2 separate regions of the Danio rerio genome follow, and region 1 is linked to region 2. The links are chromatin contacts, called in public HiCAR-type maps. All regions are on one chromosome and are shown on one strand. Each heading gives the region's core, a stretch centred on a gene start, on an enhancer-like site or on the middle of the called end of the contact. The rest is flanking DNA. Distances are from core to core; before and after follow the strand shown.

Region 1 (5,593 bases), core at 2,502-5,001, 80 kb before region 2:
GTAAATCGCTAGCAATCATTAACATATTATAAAAAATGACAACATTTACAACTGTCATAAAAACTAGGTGTGCCCAGACTAGTTACACATTATTCATTCAGCAAGAGCATCCCCTTTTCACTGATGTTATAATACTTTATTTATTTCGAAATAAAAAAAACTGGTAAAACTGATTTTAAAGGATCATTAATCAATCGTTTTAGCTTTTGATAAATCAACCTGTTTTCTTTGTTTTAACATATTTTTTTAATAATTTGTGGGGAAAGAATTTGCAGGAAAAACTACATCGCCTATGATCAACATTTCACCATCTTCTTTTAATGAAAAACTAAATTAAAAAAGATTATATATATATATAAAAGAACTTTTCATATTATTTATTTTATTTGATTTGTGTTCACATTATGTTTTAATTTTATGTTATTGTACTTAATTATATATAGATATATGGGCTGCACAGTGGCTCAGTGGTTAACACTGTCGATTCACAGCAAGAAGGTCACTGGTTTGAGTGCCAGCTGAGCCAGTTGGCATTTCTGTGTGGAGTTTGCATATTCTTTCCGTGTTTGCATGACTTTCCTCTGGGTGCTTTGGATGATCTAAATTGGCCATAGCGTATGAGTGTATGTCAGAGTGTATGGGTGTTTCCCAATAATGGGTTGCGACTGGAATGACATTCGTTGCGTAAAACATATGCTGGAATAGTTGGCGATTCATTCCGCTGTGGCGACCACTGATAAATAAGAGCCTATATATATTTATTTATTTATTTATAGGTAAATAAGAATAGCCTAATTGAAAGTACTTCTGGATTTAACAACACTGAAAAAGAAGCCAGGCACTAATGAACTGTAGCCTACACATGAGAATTTTTAAAATATCGATTGCTGGACAGAATGTTGGACATTAACGAAATGCAATTCATTCTACCTTTTCCCTCCAAAATAGAGGCCTGCACTCTCAAACAAGATGAAGGGACAGGAAACGACGTTGTGGTTTATATGTATTATGATGCAGATAAAGACAGCTGTTATCCTTTTCGATACAATGGCGAGGGTGGCAATTCAAACCGTTTCATAACTGAGAAGCAGTGCATGAGAAACTGTTCACACCGAGCTGATCAGCTGTTCCCTATGGATGGTAATTTTCTATGAACAAATGTGTCTACAATACTGTGCCAATTGTTTTCTCTCTCTCTCTCTCTCTCTCTCTCTCTCTCTCTCTCTTCATTTTGATGCAGATTGTTTCATTTTCTCATTAATTTATGGATCAACAATGCTTTAAATACATGATTTATTAACTTAAGAAAATGCTGCCACCCTGTGGTAAAAAAACAACTTTTTCCCCGCATGTCACCTTCTTCTTCTTTTTTTTTTTTTTTTTTTTTACAGGAAAACAGATTTGCGTGCTTCCCAGAGAGCCAGGACAATGTTTCGGTCACTATCTTCGGTATTACTACAGCCCCGAGCATCACACATGCAAGCCGTTCTATTGGACTGGTTGTGTGGGCAATGGAAACCGATTCCTATCACTTAATCGTTGCAATGCCACTTGTTACAACTCAGCAGGTACAAAATTAATATTACAATAGTTATTTAACCTTAAGATGAATATGACAAAAATGTATATTTGTTTGAATAGATAAAGGCCATGAGGACCATTCAGGTGAATCTGATGTACCTGTTGGTAAGTGAAACTTGAAAATGATCTTTTTCATTCACATTATTAATGAAATGATGCTGACTTATAATTATCCCAATAGGAATTATCCTGGGTGTAGTGTTCGGTCTAATTGGTGCCATTATTCTCATTGTGGTGATCGTCTTTGCTGTCAAGAAGTATGTCATTTTATTTATGTTTGTGTTAATTTTCATTTGAAATGTTTATACTTCAGTTAGACAACATACCATTTCAAACAATTCTTTCAATTTTACAGGCCTAGCTCAAAGAAACGTGAGAAAAAAGATGGAAAGTCAACAGAGCAACCACTAAGGGAGCAGGCAGTTGAGATGGAAGGAGGGGAAGCACAGCCAGCCACTCTTGAAATCTCTACAATCCAAACTTAAAAATCGTTGAACTCACATTTGTACATTGAACACTCAGGCCGATCATTGTTTACTTTTGTAGAAGAGGTTAATTTGACAAATAAAAAAAAGTACAAAATATGTGTGTTGCTTATTTGCTTTATTCTTTTTTCTACTATATATTTTTTTATCTTTCTAATTTACGTTGTAATATATGTCTGCCATATTAAAATACACAATGCATAAAAAATGTCTGTAAGGTATTAAATTGTTTGAATTATAAAACTGCACATTGTTTGCTTGTGTTTGAAAAGTTAAAAAGCACAGTGGCCTCCATAAACTTTATTTATCCAATTCACCAATACCGCATGTCTTTGCACTGTGGGGTAAACAAAGAACATGGAGCAAACCCACACAAACACAGAGAACATGCAGACTCCACACAAAAAGTCCTCCTGGTCCAGTCAGGACTCAAACAAGCAACCTTATTGCGGTGAGGTGTCAGGGCTAATCACTGAGCCACTTAACATATTCATAACCAGTATTGCAAAATTCCCAGAGAAAACAGATTCCTTGTTCTATTTATAATGAAGTCTAACCTTGTAGATTCAAGCTGTTGAGACACTTTGAGATAAGAACAAACTTGAAACCGTATTTAAAGACAGGATATGCAGTCTAGGAATTCAGAACAAAAAATATATATTTTACTGGCATATAATATTCCATTAAAAAAGACTTGTTATAATTAAAATTCAACACAGGTCAAATAGTTTTGTTATAGCGGTATGGGTGACATAGGTTGTGTTGTCGCCTTACAGCAAGAAGGTTGCTGGTTTGAGCCTCAGCTGAGTCAGTTGGCATTTTTGTATGGAGTTTGCATATTCTCACTGCGTTCGCGTGGGTTTTCTCGAGTGCATTGGTTTCCCCCGCAGTTCAAAGACATGCACTATAGGTGAATTGGGTAAGCTAAAATCGTTCGTATGTGTTTGAATGAGAGTGTATAATGTTTCCCAATATGAGTTGCAGCTGGAAGGACATCCGCTGCATAAAACATTTGCAGAATAAGTTGGCGGTTCATTCCGCTGTGGCAACCCCAGCAGGTTAAAGGACTAAGCCAAAAAAGAAAATTATTGAATAGGCTAAGTACATAATTAAAATACCAAGTAAATAAGAAAAAAAAAATACACGTGAAATGAAAACAAAACAATTGAACATTTAGCAAATATTTTATATTAGATTGTTTGCCATATTTTTACATAAAAAGCTCACACATTTTTAGATATTTTGCAATATTAGTAGAACAGAAGGTGATATAATAATTATTGCTTTCTCTATCCATTAAAAAATCTGATGGCAATATACAAGTTACACATATGCTAAAACAAAATCTACACGTTTGAGTTTGGATTTCACATATAAACATATGGTATATAGCCAATGTACAAAATCAAAATATTGGAAAATAGCCATATTTCCCCCCAAATATTAGAATATGTATCATTATGCAGCAACTTCCCTTAAGCCTAAAAATATTTAATTATTTGTGGAGCAGAAAACGTGTTTCGTTTTACTAGAACGCAACATATGTCTTTTCTCGCCCCAAGGGCATCTTTCTTGCGCTCTCTCTGCTTTTTAGAGCTGAACACAGTAGGTGGCGATAATATCCCTTAAACGTTGGTCCTTCCCGCCGTAAAACCGAAGAAGAAGTTCTCTTTTTAGACAGCATTTTTGATGTATAGTTAGGGAACTTGGTAGGTTTTGAAACAGCCTGAGTCTGTGCGTGCATGTCTGCTATTTTAACCCATAACAACACTGTTTCATTTAACAGACCAGCAATATAGCTCACACATTTAAACGTAAAAGTAATCACCCATTTGAAAACGTATTTTGTGCCTCTCAACTTGCATTTTAAAAATTTAATAATTACAGTAATCATTTAAACGTAGACTTAGCTAGTGTAGCTAGCTCACAGATTCATGGAGTGTCCTCACCTCAACTCCAGTGTCTGCATGACAGTGGATCTCACCCGGTTCCCCAACGGTTCCCCTTCTTCATGGTGCTGTTCCGGTGAGTTAAATACACATGGTAATGGTGGCTATCTCTTATAATCAGCATTTCAGTCAGTTTCCTGTAACGTTACGCTCGTTAGCCGAAGTGGCTAATTCTTCATTGCTCACAGCAGATCGCGCAGTGAGACTACACATTGGTGCTAATAAAACTAATAATTTTAAGAAGACATCATCGTATACGTATATTAAACACGTAATGTAATTGTGTTAAATTTTACAATGAAAGTAACTGCATTTAATTATAACCCAATTCAAGTAACGTTAGCTTAACACAACATTCAAACTTGCTCAGTTCAGTCTGACACCACTGTTGTTCTTTGAACATATTTTACATTTTGTTTGTTTTTTCAAGGACATAAAACTGATGTCACATTTACTGTATCGCTTGTTTAGCTGATGGCTTTTCATAGACCGAAAATTTGTAACACTTGCATGTAGATTGTTGAAAATGTTGATTTTACAGGAAGTTATTAATATTACTTTTATGTGCAGCACTGTTCAAAATATAAAGCGGTTTATGTAGTGTTATTTACATAGACCGGAAATAAATGCAAACATTTTCGCAACTTAGTCTAGTGGTAAGCTGGTTTCAATGAATTCACTAGCTATTGCAAATTGTAATTATTGGCTTAGTATATTACAGGCCTTGCGGGAAAATGTTTCTGAGAACAAATAAGAAAGACATTAATGGTTGAAAATAACTTTATAGTTATCCATTAGGTCTCAGAGAAGTAAACCTATAAAGTGGAGCATAGTGTCTGTCTGATCAGCTGTTTTCTCATCAGCAGGTTTTTCATATAAAACAAGGCTTAGGCAAGAAGTAGAGGGGAAATGTCAGGGGCACTATTACCTATTTAGACAACTGAAATGTATAAATATACATATATATATAGGGCTTGATTAGGTCAAGAAGACCATGATTGTTCCCCTCTGTACTATAACTTTTAGGTGTGTATGTAAAATGAAAGGATGTCTGGTAATTGTTTTATATCATGGCTAATATTATAAATACATAGTTATTTAGTGATGTACAGGGGATTGGGGTCAGTATTTTTCTCTTTTACTCTAGTAAAAATTGACAAAACATGCACATAGCACTAAAGGAGATATTTAATAAAAAGATCAAAAATAGCATTTTCAAATAAATGGTTTTCCTATCAGTTTTTCAACTTAATTTGGCTTTGCTGAAGCTATTTTTTTTACACACACACACACATATATATAAGCCATCTTACTCTGCAGATTGTAGGCAAGACAAGTTATAGACTCAAGATGAATTGTCATATGAGATTACATTAAAAACATATGAACATTTAGGGTGTGACTGCCAGTAGCCCTTCACACACCCAGAGGACCTAAAAATGCTCCATATCTTGTTTAACACATTTTACACTTATGAAACATACAGAGACCTTCTCGTATTTACAATGGGTTATATACACAGTAAGTGTTTTTCAGCCATAGATAAACTTAAGTGAAAGGTTAATGTGACTAATTTTA
Region 2 (5,099 bases), core at 2,514-5,013:
CAGTTAAATGTGTTCAGATGAAAAAAAAAACGGCTGTAGTTTTATTTCAAACAGTTAATGAGATTCATTATATAGACTTAAAAATGATATCCAATAGACTGAGACAGATATTGCTAAAAGGTGGACAGGGTGGAAATGTTTAGCTTGACAACATTCAGTTTCAAATACAATATGAGGAAATAGGAAACATGAGTGATACTTAATGTGTTCACATCAGATGTTTTAACCTCCTCTGAAGAAAGGCAAAATGGGCATGAGGATGCCAATGAGTATATCAGAGGGTTTCTTAAAGGGGCATTTACCACATTATGTCAGGGTTGACAGCAAACTCAAGGACACATGCAAAATGATTAGTAATATTATAAAAACAAAAGTTATTAAATTTACCTATTTTATCAAATAACTTGTCAAAGAATATAAGAACGGTTTAAAAAATCTTTTTTTCATTTTATCTTATTTAGCTACTTTTTAGACTCACTGAAGTTGGCTGAGCAATGTGTGTAGAGGTTTAACCAATTATATTAAAACACCAGAATTTAGTTATTTCACAATATGTACATATAGGACTGACTCAATCTTGTGGGACATCAAATGCACTTTATAGTGATATTGACCCATTCACAGTGAATGGGTCTTTGCATCTAAAAAAAAAAAACTAAACAGTTTAAAACAGTTGACATGTCAACTTCTAAACAGTAAACAAAAGCCTGCAATGTTTGCCCCAAACTTCAAGCTTTTCTGATTGGCCCACTGCTCTAGAACTAACATGCATGTCAATCAAGTGCATGTTTACAATGGAGTAGATGATATTAAAGGTTGAAGATGACAGAATGACAAAAATAGAAGTGACATATTTTGTTTTAAAAAAACACCCAAACTTACAAATAATGGTGCTTCTGATAATGACCATAGGGGAATTTGTAATTCGCCATCTGAAGAGACCTTAGTTTTATATGTTATTATCTGCATTTGTAAAATTGTTATTGTATAGTGTTTCTGCTGTTTTGTACTGTATCTGTTTTTTATGTTGCCTCTTGGCCAGGTCATCCTTGTAAATGAGAACTGGTTCTTAATTGACTTACCTGGTTAAATAAAGGTTATAAGACCTCCAGTGACTTGAAGTCCTCTGTAAAAAATATCTAAACACATTCCCTGTAAAGCCTATGGGACAGAGTTTGCCGGTAACAGCGTTTGCCACATGTAATGGAGTAAAGTATATTAAATTTATGCTTAAATAGGGACAACGCCATCTACAGTGTGCGTGGGGTAATAGAGTTAATGAGGCATTGCTGTGGAAATGGTTATTTTCTTTATTAACCAGAAACTATTAACACACACTGTCTCCATTGAACAGTAAAAAGACAGCCCAGGCAAGACAGTCACACACATCTACACAATTTAAGTGGGAGAGGTTAATACTTCATTTAATCGTCAAGATGCTGTCAACCCTAAAAGTGGCAGCTAAATCGAAAATTTACACTGCATACACCATTGCAAAAGGGCTTGCATTCAATAGGATTATACTAATATTGCAACTCATGAAGAAAAAAAAAACGCATTGTGGCTAACATGATGTGTGCAAATAATAAGTTATATGCCAATATCATCTGTGCAATATCAGACAACATCCATAACAATGTAGTTAGATTATCATCAATCCAGTTGATCTCATTCATGTCCAGCAGTGCATGCAGGGATGGTGGGTGCATGCAGATTATGTGTTTTTATTTTTATTTATTTTATATGTATATATATATTTTAGTGTTGCTTTCAAATGCAATTAATCTGTTATAGTAAAATTTAAACTATCGTTGCTCTTAATTTTTGGTGGGCGCATCTTAAAATGAAATGCAACAAAATTGCTCAGTCTTGCTCATTATTACACAATTTCCTATTCTCATAGAATTTTACAAAATGTAGGCATAATTTCACATTTTTGTCTGGGACACAATAAACTTTGATCTGTTATTTTGTTTTTATATCAAATGCCCTATGCCATATATTCTACATTTTGTATAGCCTATATAACCTCTATAATTAAAATAGACAGTTACAGATCAGTGGTCTATACAAAGAGTAGAAAAAACTTATATCAATTTAGGTATATATATATATAGACCCATTGCCTTAACATCAATTGGGATGAAAATTTACAAAAATTTTGTTAGGTCTGAAGAAAAACCGAGTACACACTGTTTTATGTCCATTTGTTGTTGTTATGTGAGCTTTTTTGAGTGGCACTGTTGTGAGATGAAGACTCTTGACTGCAAACCAAATCTACCTTCGAGTATAAATAAAGTAATCTTAACTGACCTATGAAATAGAGCTTTTATTATGATGTTTTTATAATTTTATTTAGCTTCCACGTCAAACAAAAATCTCCAGGTTTGTTAAATACAATCAGAGAATGAGAGAAGAGCAAATTTTTCTCTTTCTTTTTTTTCCAACAAGTGCTCACGGTTTCCGGGGAGGTGTACTTTGACTCATTGGATCCAGGCATTGAATATTTGTCTGTACTCCAACAAGTATACCCCCCCCCCCCCCACTTGCAAACAAACAAACAAAAAAGACACCTATTAAATTATGTACGACTTTAGTTAATTTTAGTGCTTACTGGATCATTGGATCCATCAATATCATATTCAACAATTTGCTCTCCACAATGGCATGAGCATGAAAATCTCAGTGATGCAGACCAGCCTGTGTTTTAAATAACAAAAGTGCACTGAGCAATATGGGATGGAATATAGGAACAAAACTTCACCTGCTGTGGGTGTTTAGAGAAGGTGCAACATTCTTTGCTCAGTAAATGAACCACTTCAGTACGTTTTTCCTTCTACCTCCTTACCATGAAAATTCCACAACCTGTGTAAATACAACACAACTGTAAAGGCATCACGTGTGCAACTGACACAAAACAGAGAATGGTCTCAGCCTCACTCATTCAGTTTGGTCTGGGGCACATAAGGATAATGTTTATCCAATGCAACAGAGAATCACTACAGCAATGTGCACATTGAATTGCTCTTTAGACACATGTGCTGCTGTCTTGTGGTGCATGCAAATGTTTTTTTTTTTTTTTATCCAAATGTCATTTATCAAAATATCTAATATAGCCTATAAACTAATTTTTATATAAATTAATTATAAGCAAAACGATTGTAAATAAACTGATACAAGACAACTGTCATTACTTTTCAACATAGCCTACCTTCCGAAACGTATCTGAGAAGAGAAATGGCAAATCTGGGATCCTGCAAAAGGAAATATTTGCTCTTAATTCGTTATCTTTAGATTAGAATCTTCTGAAATGATTATAAATGTGAAAATACACGTATTTTTTTTACTAACTTTATACCCCCTTGTGGGGTTGCGGTAACCCTTCTAAAATCCCCAAGAATTCACACTCCAGCCGTAACACAATCGAATAAAAGTCTTACTTAATTAAACCAACATAACACTAACATAGAAGCTGGAGTCTGCTTCGCTTGCGTCATCCCATTCGAGCGATGACGTACAACATGTATTTAAAAAAACTGAATAAAATTCCCTCGGCGTTGACATTCTGTCCGCCTGCTAGAATGAAACAGATCCGCGTGTCCACGTGTTTTGTAAATTTACATATTATTTAAATATGTAGGCTTGTCTCTCCTATCAGCAGAAGCTCGCTTTCAACGCAAACTCTATTTGCCAGATTCAGATCTGGACGCACAAATCGGAAAGCCCAGCGTTGTTGTACCGCCCTCACAGACACGTTGCCTTGGGAGAAGTAACACGGGGCCACACAACTGCAGGGCTACATCACTAAAACCACGTACACCTCATCAGATTCTCGATCAAGTTGCCTGTGGATATTCTTATTGAAAACAAAGGATAGAGTGACTATTCGTCCTCTCTGGCTTGAGGTAGGATCAACACTCTATATTAACTCTCTAAATGTATTTGTTTATTAGAAAATGGCGCTGCTTGATTGAGGCATCCGCCTTTTGTATAAGGAAGAAAATTGTGCATTATATTATTTGTTTTATGATTTAATGTTAAACTGAGTTCATATTTACTAATCTATTTAATGTATTAATGTATCCAATTCGATTGGTGAATTTGTCAAGCAGGTATTTAGAAATACCTAGTCCGTGACTGCAATCGTCTCCGTTTCGTACTTGTAACTTATTCACTTATTCACTAGAATATTGAACAAATTCTGTAATACGTTGAATAGGCCCAAACCACGATGATTTCGTCATGGAAGAGTGCATTGAAGTAGTCATTGTCAGGGCCCCACCCTTATTATCAGACAGGTAAATTTATTCTCCAGTCGCTTTATTGGTACACATGTTGCTCATAGCAACCGATATTTATTTACGGGGCGTACTCGAAACACGTCGTCTTGTTGTTCCACAAAAAAACGTTAAACTTTATAGTCACGTTCATTATTTGCTCTCTACGTTAACAATAGTAAGCAAACGTAAATGGTGAGAAAATAAACATTTCAATGTTTTGTAGTTTTTTTCTGTTTCTTCAAACTAATAAAGATTTTCTCAATACTTTATCTAACTAGTTTTTTATACAAACTTGATCTGATGTAACGTTGTGCACTTTATAGATATGATATATAGTTCGTTTGCTAGCGGTAGTCGTGCTATCTTGCTAGAACATTTTTTTGGTGAAAACAGAAAAAGACTGGTCAGCAATTAAACCCATTTAGAAAAGCTGATCTTTGTTACCGTTCTAAAGCCAATTAGTCCCGTGCTTGAGGTAAAGTTAAAGCTATTACATAATGCGCTTTATTGGCAGGGAAGAACTCTTGTTCAGCAGTCCATTTGTTTACAGCCATACCGACCAGGAATGGACAAATAAACAGGTCCGTACCCTTGGTGGTTTGGTTCAAAAGACCCAACCCCCTACTGACAAAGGTCCAGTATTTGTTACATGTATATACATTAGCTTATTTGTACATATGTTTACATTAGCTTATTTGTCCTATTTTGACTGTTGTGCCATCATAAATTATCAAAATATCCCATCGAAAAAGGCTTTAAGACCAAGTGGAATCTGATGCAAGTAAAGTTGAATATTATTGTGGTATTGTTAAATAAAAC

What was found. HiCAR-type assays count read pairs that join an accessible place to other places.
Region 1: a contact with region 2 is called in a HiCAR-type map of caudal fin, with 2.9 times the contacts expected there. The contact joins the promoter of usp3 here to the promoter of ciartb in region 2. A contact is called at or near these places in 1 of 18 Hi-C or Micro-C datasets (caudal fin) and 1 of 4 datasets of contacts at active chromatin or transcription factors (caudal fin).

What each region holds. Positions count from the first base shown.
Region 1 is chr25:29,096,718-29,102,310 of GRCz12tu, reverse strand. usp3 (ubiquitin specific peptidase 3) reads left to right here and starts at 3,751. Exons shown (of 15, transcript NM_001199871.1): 1 at 3,751-4,091. The coding sequence starts at 4,001. It overlaps si:dkeyp-73b11.8, which reads left to right. Exons shown (of 6, transcript NM_001386683.1): 2 at 949-1,140; 3 at 1,392-1,568; 4 at 1,642-1,686; 5 at 1,763-1,838; 6 at 1,937-2,300. The coding sequence ends at 2,066.
Region 2 is chr25:29,017,418-29,022,516 of GRCz12tu, reverse strand. It overlaps ciartb (circadian associated repressor of transcription b), which reads left to right and starts at 3,763. Exons shown (of 7, transcript XR_012400443.1): 1 at 3,763-3,905. It overlaps LOC141380998 (a long non-coding RNA gene), which reads right to left and starts at 3,602. Exons shown (of 3, transcript XR_012400444.1): 1 at 3,352-3,602; 2 at 3,212-3,254; 3 at 1,742-2,865.